Regions from separate parts of the Mus musculus genome. Here region 2 is linked to region 1. The links are chromatin contacts, called in public Hi-C maps. All regions are on one chromosome and are shown on one strand. Each heading gives the region's core, a stretch centred on a gene start, on an enhancer-like site or on the middle of the called end of the contact. The rest is flanking DNA. Distances are from core to core; before and after follow the strand shown. Region 1 overlaps Gm31845 (a long non-coding RNA gene). Region 2 overlaps 1600002D24Rik (RIKEN cDNA 1600002D24 gene).

Region 1 (6,194 bases), core at 213-2,712:
AAGTATCCCAAGATGGCTTCACATTCACTGTGTAGCTGAAGATGACCCTGAGTTCCTGACTCCCACCACCCCACCCCCGTACCTTCACTTCCCAAGTGCTGGTGTGACAGGTCTATGCCTCCCAGCATGCCCAGCAGGTCTCCTTGTTGGTAATGCTTCAGACTGAATCAAATACTACTTCATAAGTCTCAGGTTCCAGGCCCACCTTGATGCTTACAGTGGAACACCCTTGGGACCTTTGAAACACTTGTTTGGCTACAAATTTTAAAATAAAATAAACAAAAATGTCTTTAACTGGGTGATGTCAGCAGATCGTGGGCCCATCGCTTAGGGGACAGCGCCTTCCCTGACTCTCTCCTGACTCACCATGAGGGACCAGAATAAATAATCTCTCTTCATAGACAATTGGCAGCCTCTCATTCCCCAACCACACTTTCCGGTTCTCAATCCTTGGCCTAGGGTTTGATTCTACTCAGTGTAACTTGCTGTAACCCATTTCTCTCTAAGTTAGCACAGGGGTGAGTAAGGGCCTCTCTTTGTTCAACACATGGCAGCTTTCCCCCTTAGGGAGCTACCTTCCGCATGTGTCTGTGTCCTGAAGTCTCTTCATCAAGGCATGGTCTTCTTGCACTAGGGCCTGCTCCTGATAGCCTCTCCTTGTCCTAATTACCTCTGTAAAGAATTTAGATCTCCAAGCCCTCTCATGTTCTGAGGTGCCTGGGCAATTCCCTGCCTCACCAGCAGGGGGTGCCGTTTCACAGAGGCCTTGACTACCTGGACAACCGACCACACCCAGGGCTCACACACAGGCCTAGCCACAGGTCTGCTATTTCTATCTCTGGGGAAGTGAACTGAGTTTGCTGCTGTTCATGGCAGGACTGTAAACATGGCTGTCTTCCAAGTGAGGAGCATTAAGGAGGGACAATGAGCTGAGCCACGGGACAGCAGGCCTAGGACCTGCAAGCAGTCCACTACCTCTCAGGTGATGGAACCAGTCTTTGCCTGTATTGCTGTAACTATGACATCAGAGAAAAGGGAGGTTGGTTTTATTAAAAGTGAAGTGTCTCACAACACACAGATCTTCCGCCTTTCGTTCTGGTCTGAACCTCCTCTGCTCTGTCTCTGTCTCTCTGTCTCTCTGTCTCTCTCTCTCTGTCTCTCTCTCTCTCTGTCTCTCTCTCTCTCTCTGTCTCTCTGTCTCTCCCTCCAACCCCCTTGATTCTAAGTCCTTTTAACACGATTCTTAGCTTATCATTTACTTGTTCTAACAGGGAGACTGGGCTAAATTTGTTTAGACACGTTCTATAGCATTGAACACAGAGAGGGTAAATGCGTCGGGTTTCTGAGCCCAGAGAACATTCCGTTCCCTTGCTTGGGTTTACAATCCAACGTGCTTTACGTTAGGAGACAAGCTATGGCTTGTAAAATGAATGCGGAAATCGCGTCGAGCGCGAGGCGGGCGCCCGGTGATGATTATGCAATCGGAGAAGCCTCTGCCAGGAAGGGCTGGAGCTGAGTGATCCGTTCTTAGTTGTTCTGGGGCAAAATTAAAATGCCTCTGTTTCCTGGATAGTGTTTGGGGGCAGGCAGACCCTGTCCTCGCCTCTGCATGCAACACCCTAAGTTGGTGTCACCTGGAGATTACTGTGACATACAGTATAGGACCTCAGGGCTAAAAAACAAAATATTTCATCGGTTGGTGTTTTGTTCAGATTTTTAAAACACATGCTAAAAGCCTAAAACTTAGAATTATACTATTTTTGCCTACAAAATTATCACTTTTAAAAAGTGTCCGATAATTCTTTTGAGCCCCACCTGTAGTTTTAGAGCATTTTGATGATGTCCCCTAGGCTGTCTCTGTCTCGTTTGGATACCCCAATCTCTTCGAGCACTGATTGTAGCTCTAGTATGTTTAAGGACGGCCTTTTGGAATGATGATATTTAAAGTATCGTGTATATTACGCTTGTGTGTGCACGTGGAGTGGGGCACACCCGTGGCAGTATGAGGACAGAGCTGTGTAGCCAATCTTCTTCCATCTTCTCATCCAGCAAGACCTCCCCACAGCTGCCTTCTTCCTGCTGCTGCACGGGTCCCTCTTCTGCTGTGTGGATGGAGGTGTTTGCAAATGTTCTTAGCACCCCTGGGGGAAGCCATTGGGCACTAGGCATTCGTGTGCCTATACTGTCTCTCCAGGAGCAGGCCCCTCTGGCCTTACCTGGCTTATTTACGCCACCATACGACCACTCCACGGATCTGATTTATTGTGCTTTCCCCTTGATAAGAAAGTTAGGTCTGTGGGAACAGGAATGACCTAATCTCCCTCATGTCTGTCTCTGAGCTTCTAGAAAGATATTGTAGGTGCTCAGAAGGCATCACGGCTCTGCATGGCAGGAAAAGCAAGGACAGCAGGAGCTGCAACATAACCCGAGGGATGGAAAGGTCTTTTTTTAATGCAATAAATGCATGTGTAAAGAAAAATGACACCCTGGTGTAAGACAATATTCCATTGCTGTTAGAGGCTCTTGAGGCCCCAGGAATTACTTAGACCAGCAATTGGGAACCACTGATAGAAGAGAGTCTCACCCCTCAGGTGGGCCCAACACTGCTCATCTTCCCCTGCTCACAGTGACTGATATGAGTGATAGCTCGTTACCCACCACAGGGCTGAGGAGATGCCAGATACCTGTGAGTGCAGACGGCTTGACCTAGGCAGGACCACACACAAGCATCCTTGCTACTGCAATCAGACAATGGCAACCCTAGAGTAGAGGACAGCTCAGCCCGCAGCTTCTGCCATCACTGTGAGCTTGGCAGGCTCTCGCCACCACCAGCAGAGCAGAGCAGCCCCTGGCATCTGCTCCTATGCACAATAAAACCCCAAGCAAGCATGGCCTCTGTGCAAACCTGCCACAGTCCACGGCTGTGTGCTGGCTGTGACTCAAGGAGCACAGACCCTCTGCCTTCTAACCCTGGGGACTGGAACCTTTGCATTTGTCATTATAAAAACAGAAACACTGGGCTGCCATGATGGCGCACAACTGTAATCCTAGCACATGGGGGGGACAGGGGGCAGAGGCAGGAGGATGGCCTGATATAGCTGTGTTAACTCACTGGCTAGGGAGGGAGGGGAAAAGGAAGGAGGACACAGAGAGGGAGGAGGTAAGGAGGGGGACAGGGAAGAGGGAGGGAGAGGGGGAAGGAAGGAGAAAGGGTGGGAGGAGGGAAGGAGGGAAAAAGGAAGGGAGGGAGAAAAGGAGGGAGGGAGGGAGGGAGGAGGTATAAACCTTAGACACTTGCTGAGGTTATCTAAGCCTGCTCCCTGTCCTCAAACTCTTAAATGTCCCCAGGATCCAAAAACTATGGTTTGACACAATTAGAATGTTGTGCTGGCTAACTTCCATGTCAACCCGACACATAGAGTCATTTTGAGAGAACAGAACCCTGATAGAGAAAATGCCTCCTTAAGGTTGCTGTAGGCAACCCTGCACGGCATTTTCTTAATTACTGATTGATGGGAGAGGGACCAGCTCATTGTGGGTGGGGTCATCCCCGGGCTGGTGGTCCTGGATCCTACAAGAAGGCAGGTGAGCAAGTGACAAGGAGCAGCAAGTCACAAGTCAGCAGTTCCCCTGCGCGACCTCTGCGTCAGCTCCTGTCTCCAGGTTCCTGTCCTGTTTGACCTCCCGTTCTGATTTCCTTCCTTCAGGGATGCGGAAGCATAAGCCAGATAAGCCCTCTCCTCCCCAAGTGGCTTTGGTCCTGGTGTTTCATGGAAGCAATAGAAATGTGAACCAAGACAAATACATTCTTTGTAACTACTTTTATTGCAAAACAACTTTATAAACCAGAAACCTGCTGCTTGATGAATGCCACGCCTTCCATCTTCCTGGTCTTGAGTTTTCCCCGCCTACACGGCGCTTTCTGAACACAGCAGCTTACAGCTAACGTTTTTTTTATTTTCTAAAATCTGTGAAAGTGGATTCCTAGCACACATTTTCTTGTGTTTCTGCTTCACTTCGAGCCATTCTGAGAGCCGCTCATGGTCATGGAAACATGGTAACCTTATCAGGTGAAATCACGTTTTCACAAACCCACTCCACTGCTGATGGATGGTTGCTGCCATCAGTCATGCTGCTGGGTAGTCCTCTGGTAAACACAGACGCTCTCTCCTGCTGGTGTCTACTTAGTGATGGAGTTGCTGAGAATGTGGGCATGGGTGTCCCTTCACCACCAGGCATGAGAGTTGTCCTGAGTTTCCGGCGAGCATCCCCTGGCAAGCCATGACGGGTGCTGTTCACCCTCCGTACTGAGACTTTCTCCTGAATAAGTGCTGAGTTTTATAAAGTGCTTTCCCTCCGTCTACTAAAAATATCATCTTATTTTTCTTTTGCTCATATGGTGAATTTACACTGGCTGACCTTCCAAACATTTACCAAACAGCTATGGTTTGGATGTTGAGTGTCCCCTAGAGTCGCACTGTTGAGCCTAGTTCTGGCCATGATGGTCAAGCATACTCAGGAACCAATAAGAGGGCTCTAGGGGCAGAGCCAGCTCTATCTACTTCAGCAAAATCTCTTAAGACTGCAAAGGTGACCTCCTGAGGAAGGATCAGTCAAGGTACCAAGGCTACCTGCTGCTCTCTCTCCCCACCCCTCCAGCCCTTCCTCATTATCCCTCCCTCCCCCTCCTTCCTTCTCCACAGGAGGGCCTGTTGACTAAAATGGATGATTGGTTTACGTGACTTCCGTGACTTCCATGACTTCTGTGACTTCCGTGACATAGCTGGTTCTGTTTCTGCCTCTTTTCCCTAGGGCTGTTTTCCAGAACAATCCTCTCCCTGCAGAATATTCCTCTACCTTGTCTCCTCTAATCTCTGCCCCAGTTTCCTGAATATGTCTGATCCAGCCTTGAGGGTGGACTGGCCATTTCTGTAAGAATAGAAACCATTTGTCTCCAGTCAGTACCTCCATCTCGTGGGTCCACACGGCTGGCAAACCCACACTGCAAGTCTTCATAGCTCTCATTTCCTTCTTCCTGGAAGCTTTAGGATCTTGTGTGTGAGATCCGGTTGTATCCAGTGCACTGGGCCCTTCCACCTGCAAGCCTGCTTCCTCGGTGACTCTGTCAGTCTCCTGGATTGCGTCAAAGGTTTTGCCTTCCCTGCCCTTTTCTCCCCTCCTGGGAGTCTACCTGAAGGCTGTCCCTTCACTGGCCTCTCTGGTCTTCTATTCTCTGCCTCTTATTCTCTGTGTCCTATGACACTGATTTCTGATTGAGTTCGCCAGCCACACCTTCCTGTCCATCCTTGAGTCTGCCCATTCATTTGTCCCGAGTCGAAGGGTCTGTCTTATTCACAACAAGTGAACTAAGTTGGAGTTGTTTTCCCCAAAGAAGGAAAACCATTATTCTAACATTTTCAGAGTTTACCTCGGTAACTATTAGAGAGAAGCCAACAGCCAAACTTCCCTGCATTTTTTTTTTGATATATAACATGAGTTATAATGTCTTATTTTCAAAAAGCCTGGAGGAAAATATACTGAAATAGTAACAGTGATTGTCTCAATGTGGTGAGATTATGATTGACTTTCTTCCCCCCCCCCCTTGAATATTTTCTTTATTTACATTTCCAATGTTTTCCCCTTTCCAGGTCTCCCCTTTGGAAATTCCCTATCCCATCTCCCCTCCCCCTGCCTGTATGAGGGTGCCCCCCCACTCCCATTCCCATCCTCCCAACCTACACTGGGATATTGAACACCCTCAGGCCCGAGGGCTTCTCCTCTCACTGATGACCAACAAGGCCATCTTCTGCCACATATGTGGCCAGAATCATGGGTCACTCCATGTGTATTACCACCTTCAAAATGAAGGGAAGTCACTCAATGTGTATTCTCTGGACCACCAACCGAAGCTGATGATGGGTATGCAGTGAGCCCATGAACGTACTGCAGTATTGAATTGGACTTTCCTGCTAGCTAATTATCATGGTGAGGGCTTTCCCATAAGTGTCTCGCTTTCCTGGTTTTTCAGTGTTTAAGTGCATTTGTTACCACCCCACCCCCACCCCCGTGCATGGCAAGCTGTCAGTCCTCAGCTGCTTAGGCTGTCTGCTCCAGTGTAATCTGAGGAAACTCTAAAGTAGATTGGAGGTTCTATACATTCACCCAGGAACTATTGAGCCCCTTCCACAGAACCT
Region 2 (6,538 bases), core at 1,439-3,938, 200 kb after region 1:
GCCTCCCTGGTCTCTTTCTCGGTGTGTCTGTTGGTGTATAGCAAGGCCACTGATCTTGCTATGTTAATTTTGGATCCTGCCACTCAGATGACAGTGCTGACCACTTTTCTAGTTTTCTGGTCGAGCCCTTAGGGTCTCACCTCAAGCGTCACATCCACCAACAGGTTTATTTTTTTTACCTGGTTTCCACTTATGGCTCTCTTATCTCCCTTTCCTACCTCTCTAGCTAAGATTGGAATGGAGAGAGCAGGCATCCCTATCTTGCGTCTGATCTTAATGTATCTGCTTTGAGTTTTTCTCTGGTTAGCATAATGTTGGCTGTGGGGTTGTCTTGTGTGACTTTTGCTATGGTAAGTATGTTGCCTCTGACCTTAGTATCCCTAGGATTTTTCAATCATGAAAGAATGTTATATTTGGTCAAAGGCCTTTCTTGTATCTATTGAGATCGTATGATTTTTTTTTCTTTAAGCCCACTTATATACATTATGTTCTATTCATGGATTCCATATGTTGACCTATACCTGCAGCTCTAAGATAAACAAACTTAACCATTGTGAGTGATCTCTTGGATGTGTGCCTATATTCAGTTTGCAAGTGTTTTGTTGAGAATTTCTACATCTATGTTCAACACAGATAGACACTGGTCTGCAGCTGTCCTGAGGAGTTGGTATGCCAGCCATCATAGAGTCAGTGACGTGGTCAATGAACCACTGTCTGGAATGGAGACAAGGCTCTGCTGGGTGGTGTGCTTGCTTGCTCGGCACACTCAAGGCCCAGGTTCAATTCCTAACACACATAAACTATGTACAGGGATACAGGCCTGTAACCTTTTGGGAGGTGGAGTCAGGAGGATCAGGAGTTCTGTGTCATCCTCAACTATGCAGTGAGTTTGAGGCCAGCCTGAGCTACATGAGGCCAGCCTGAGCTACAATGAGATCCTTTAATCTATCATTTTCCATTGTGATTGTTGCTGTTGTTATACTTTTATAATTGTTGTTGTTGTTATACATATGTGTATATATGTACCATATATATGTGTGTACATATGTATGTGTACATATGTATGTATATGTGTGTATGTATGTAAAATATGTATATATCTTCTAAGAAAGAACATTCCTAAAGAAGCAGAGACCTTTTGGCTCTTGCCAAAAGTGTTTAACATTCAAGAAAGTCCAACTTTTAACCAAACTGGTCCATTTCTGGATTATTTTTAGGGTCAAGGCTATGATAAGTCCTAACACTCAAACATACAGCTCAGAAATCTGTTTATAACATGTTAACTAGGCTGCCGTGTTTGGGAGGGAGAAACAGGGTTCAAGAGAGGGCCAGAGATGGATGGAGTCATCCTTCAGCCTGAGCTGATTACAGCGGCAGGCAGTACCAGCCAGGTCCAAAATAAAACTTCCCTACCCAGGGACAGCAGAACTCACACTTTGAAGGTCCCTTGTGAGAGAATGGGAGAGGGAAAGGCTGTGAGGAACTGGATCCAAGGTCCACTGACATCACCTAAGTAGACAAAGGGACACTGTTTGCTTCGAGTGCTAGAGCAGGTGTTTGAGCCGTCCCAAGGCCATTCCCAAACAAGGTAACACGGAAAGACAATAGGCTGGTGAGGAAATGGCGTGACCATGACCCCTGTTGCTGCCTCTGAAGCCCTTCTCCATTTATGGTTTTGTTCTGGGAGGGCTTGTTCCCTGGAAGCTGAGTTGGGGACAGGGCCCTGCCTCCGTGATATGAAATGCCTTATAGAAAGAAGTTGTTTTCTGAGACCTCCATGCCCCAGAAACATTTGGCACCTTCAAGTTGGGGTTCAAGGCCAGTGTGAGTCACATGGCTGGTTACATGGTTTGTCTTCCGTCTTCAAGTCAGAGTAGCATGTGGCACAACGGTTATGATTCAGGGAGGAGGTGTGGGCAGCTTGATCTATCCACGGTACAATCTGACCCTCCTGTCATGGTCTAAATATGGAGTATCATGCCTTGGGAGCTCAGTCTCTGGCTGGTGGTGTAATTTGGGGAGGTAGTGGAAGTTTAGGAGGACTACCTGGAAGAGGTGGATTATTGAAGATGTGAAAGACATCCTCTCTACTTCCTGGCCACCACATGGGGAGCCCCACCCTCACTCCTGTCACCACAATGTCCCGGTCATTGCCCGCCCATCTTAGTGTGTGAGGGAACTGTGGGCAGAAGCTGTGGGACCAGAGTTCTTTCTACTTTCACGTCGTTTCTCTCAGGTTCTTGTCACGGTGACAAGAGTCTAGTGCAACCAGTCCTTGGAGAGATGAGAACCAACCAAGGACGTCAACATTAAATACCACAATCTCGACAATCTCGGCTAGAGGGATTGCCCAAACAGCAGCATTCGTCACCAAGACAACCACATCCTCACTGTGTGCTCTAGTAACTGTCATCACATGTGAGGCTGTGTTCTTCCCACAATCCCATGTACCAGAGCCTCCCATAACCTGGCCAAGGACACACATTTGGTCTCTGTAACCACTGCTTGGCATCCCCTCTGCTCAAGAAACTAAGGCAGCCGGGAAGTGTGTCCTGCTTGAGTTGCATAGTTGGTCGGGGCTGAGCTCTGGCAAAGCAGGTCTCTGACTCCAGCTCCCCTTTGCAAAGCCTGGGTCATCAGCCGGAAACTGATCCTCTAGGACTTCCCATGGCTTCCTCTCTGCTGGAGCCAGCTCTCTGCTCCTCCCCTCTCCCTTATCTCTGGAACACAGCCTGAGCGCAAAGGAAAAGGGTCTTCACCACAGCCAAGATTCCCATCTGACTTGGAACGTGAGCCAACGCTAGGCTTCCTCTCACGTTCCTGTCCTAAGGAGGCCTTGCCTTCAGCTGCCTTGGCCCCACAGCGGAAGCCAGCACGGAGGAAGATAACGGGAAAGGCTGGGCGCCTGGGGCCACTTCCCTACCAGATGCTAGAACACATCTCCTGTGCGTTCTGACAGGGTGCCTGAAGAAAGGGCTTCCCAGTTGGATTCGTTTCCTAGGGCCACTATGATCCATGTAATGTTTCTGTTGTCCTTAACCTACAAACAAAAACAAAACAAAACAAAACAACAACAACAACAAAAATCCATTCCCTCCTAGTTGTGGAGGAAGGAAGTCTAGAATCAGGATGTTCACAGGGCAAAAAAAATCAGAAGGGCCCTTCCTGGCCCTCCCAGATTCTGGTCACCTCTAGGATGCTGACTTGCAGCCACACAGCCTTGCCCTCTGAATCCTTCCCCAACATGGCTTCTCCTGTGTTCTGTTTTCCTAAGAACACCAGTCATTTAACCAATGAGGTACCATTCTAATAATTCAACATGACTTCATCTTCCAGGCAGGGTCACAGTCAGAGGAGTTTGAGTGTACATTATTCAACCCATCTAGAGGCTTCTATGCCCATCTCCCCTGAACATGAAACCTCAAAACAAGTAGGTGAATACACATCTCAAAGGGCAGAGGCAGCCTCCAGAATCCAAGAAGAGGCCATTGACCATCTGTCAGGAAGGCTTGAGGGAGCTGAGCCTGGCTTCCCATGCCTCTTCCTGCCCCTTCCTTTCCGTGAAAACCTCTCATCCCTCCATAGACCAAGAGCTAAGACTCCTCCATTCATACAGAAGAAGATCACCACCTTCCATAGCCACAGAAGTCTCACGGTGGCTTGCCACAGATAACCTGAGCACATTTCCATACATACAAATGTAACCCAGTGCCCCAAAGCTATGAGGCAGAGGTAGGCCAGGGTGGCATGGGACACTCCATGTCTGATTTTTGTCTATACCTACAGGGCAGCCCATGATGCTTGCCTGCTGAGGTCTACTGGAGACATATTCCTGTAATCCCCAGCGCACACTCCCTCAACCCAGAGGAATTCCCTTCTTGAAGATTGACTAGCAGCTAGTTTTCTTACAGTCACATGACAATGCAGAGGCGCAGGAAGTCCGGGGTAGGGAGTGGGGGATCCTGGCTGGGCCTCTAGATTTTTGACACATGGAGCAAGGCCACCGGTCACTGGGAACATAGAAGGGAGATATTGCCTACAGTTTGTGGGCAATATGGTAAAAAGCTCTTCTCAGCCACACTCCAGCCGTGCTTGCCAGCTGACCTGCTTCCCCAGAGCCCTGCCTCAGGCAGGAAATGGTGTGAGGGTAGATATCAGCCACCAGGCAGGAAGCCCCACCCACAGAAAGGGCAGCAGGTGCCTGGAAAGAGTCCACTACCTTGCTCTGGACTTGCTGAGTGTGAGGTACAGAAGACCCCACCCATCCCCCATTCTCTACTTCCTCTAGTCAAACAGCAGCCCCCTCTCTCCAACTCACACCCTTGGCCATGAGTTTTGCTTCCTTTCTCATTCTAGGCTCCCCCACCCCACCGCACCCCCAGTTTCCAGGGATCCCTCAGCAAAATGACACCCAAAGAATAAAGAATTCTGAGCCAAGGCAAGCAGTGTGCTCTCCCCATCACCTCCTTTTGCCCTGAAAATATTCCTTTATTTAGCTGGCACTAAATTTAGGTCCTGGCCAACAGAATAGAATGAAAGGAAAGCTTACCCAAGCCTCCCACCCCATCCCGTCTCACTCCCACCTTCCCCTGCCCCAGAGAGGCCTGCCAGCCCACTCCTCCATGAGTACCCTTTCACCCATAGCAGAAGACAACCACTGAGAGCCTGGTGTTGGGCACCCTGCGTGTGTGGCTCCCCAATCACAGAGTTACCTCCTCATAATCCCTCAGGGTCTAGAATATGAAATTAAGAAGCATCTGCATATTAATTAATGTTTCTTAGATCTGCACATTAGAGTACTGTTTCTTAGATTGGCTGTGCTTCTATAGCTGGGCATTTTCTGGTTACGGGGAGCTGTTGTCACTTTTATAATTTCACTTCAGCGACAGCATAGCTATAAAAATTAATGTACTTCCAGTTCATAGTTCCATAGAATAAGCATATCCTGGGGGGGGGAGGGGTGACCCCTCAGTTGTGTGCTTAACGATCAAGCTTAAGAACCTGAGTTTGGTCCTTAGTATCTGTGCAAAGCACTGGGCATGGTGGAGCCTGTTCATAATCTTGGTACTAAGAGTGGAGATAAGCAGACCCCTGGGGTTCTCTGGCTAACTGGCTAGCCTAGCCTAATCCACAAGCCCAGGTCCCTAGTTTCAAAAAGATGAAGTGGATGAGCCACGGACAGACACCCCAGATGATCTCTGCCCTCCACACATATGCACATATACACAACATCTAATTTAGGGTTTTAGACATGAGAACACACCCATCGTCTTCACCCTTTAAGTCTGATCCTCGCCTCATTCAGACTTAGAGGAGGACAGTGCTGGGCTCTAACCCTGAGGCTGCCCAGCCATGTCAGTCTCCCCAGGCACCCATCACAAGCTCCTGGCCCTTGTCCAGGCTTCCCAAGGCAGACACTAGAAGCAGCTACAGTTCCGTGACAACTGAGGCCGCGCTCCCTGTTGCGGCCTGAGCTTCAGCTGGTCACACTGGAACCCAGTAAACTGCGTCATGCCACACATAGTTCTATGAACCTACAACATTCCCGCACACGTTTCACCCTGCAGTGGGTTCCTCCGACCAGTCAGATGGTGGCTACAGGCCTGCAGTTGCTCTTGTGTGATGTCGTAAAGGCTGTCCCTAGAGCTGACGTCATTCGTCATTCGGTAAGCCCTCATCCTCCCAGATGACTCTGAGATTGAAAATAACCAGCAAGCCAAAGCCCCTGCTGTGTACCTTCCTGTCACACAAAATTGAAGCCCAGGGACGTGAGGTGATTTGAGCAAAGCTACAAACTTGTTAGAGCTGGCTTAGAGACAGGCTTTCATTCTCTGTGTCCTTTCCCTGGGACAGTGGCTGCATAAGATTGCCACAGACAGTACAAGGGACACATGGGCAGCGCAGAGTCATTCCTTCACCTCACACACAGGACACTAAGGATGAGAGGAAGTAGGCACAGCCACAGGTTGTGGAGGCAGGAGGAGGGAATGAGGTTTGAGGGAGGGGACCATAACCCTCTTTCTACCCCAGAAGCCTTCTCAGTTCTCCGCTTGAGAACTAGAGGCCTGAACTCATGTGACATAAAAAGCACAGGACTTCCATCCATGTTGAGTTCAGCACACTCCCCAGGGGCAGCAAGAGCAGCAGGAAGCAACTGGTCCCAGCTGGTCCCGTCCACCCACCCCATCCAGGAAAGCCATCAGTCCCCGCAGGACATCTCAGGCTCACCACACTCAACCCCAGCCAGCGCCTGTCTCCTACAGGGCCTGGATATCAGGTTGTCCCAGTTAAAATCCTTATTCCTTTTCTTCTTTCTTTCCTGGCATCTGTGTGGTACTGTCTGCCACCCCCTACTAAATATCTTTTTATCCAATTTGTTCTGGAATCTTCTAACATGTATCACTATCCCTTTCCCCACACACTGGGAGGAGATTATGTGATTCTACCATGGTCTTGGTCAAATATGTTTTCCCCATTTTCCCCAATGGAAAACACGTTTGAACAACCAGCCTTGTCTCTGCCACTGCCTTGGTGTCTT

The links. A called contact is a pair of places that touch in the nucleus more often than the background predicts.
Region 2: a Hi-C map of liver shows a contact between it and region 1, with 2.5 times the contacts expected there. The contact joins two enhancer-like sites. A contact is called at or near these places in 1 of 15 datasets of contacts at CTCF or cohesin (large pre-B cells), 7 of 484 Hi-C or Micro-C datasets (CD4 T cells, bone marrow-derived macrophages, cardiomyocytes and 3 more) and 4 of 115 datasets of contacts at active chromatin or transcription factors (astrocytes, cardiomyocytes, heart atrium and 1 more).

What each region holds. Positions count from the first base shown.
Region 1 is chr16:95,658,254-95,664,447 of GRCm38.p6, forward strand. Gm31845 (a long non-coding RNA gene) reads right to left here. Exons shown (of 3, transcript XR_385090.2): 3 at 5,847-6,194. Among named protein-coding and RNA genes, the nearest start is that of Gm31845, 6.8 kb to the right of the region's middle. Within about 2 kb of position 1,463, at least 68 of the 459 cell types and tissues checked have an H3K27ac peak or open chromatin away from gene starts, as enhancers often do. A contact at or near this core is called in bone marrow-derived macrophages and liver, where this site is marked.
Region 2 is chr16:95,858,688-95,865,225 of GRCm38.p6, forward strand. The region is part of intron 1 of 1600002D24Rik (RIKEN cDNA 1600002D24 gene); the gene reads right to left. Among named protein-coding and RNA genes, the nearest start is that of Gm41508, 59 kb to the right of the region's middle. Within about 2 kb of position 2,689, at least 89 of the 459 cell types and tissues checked have an H3K27ac peak or open chromatin away from gene starts, as enhancers often do. A contact at or near this core is called in bone marrow-derived macrophages and liver, where this site is marked.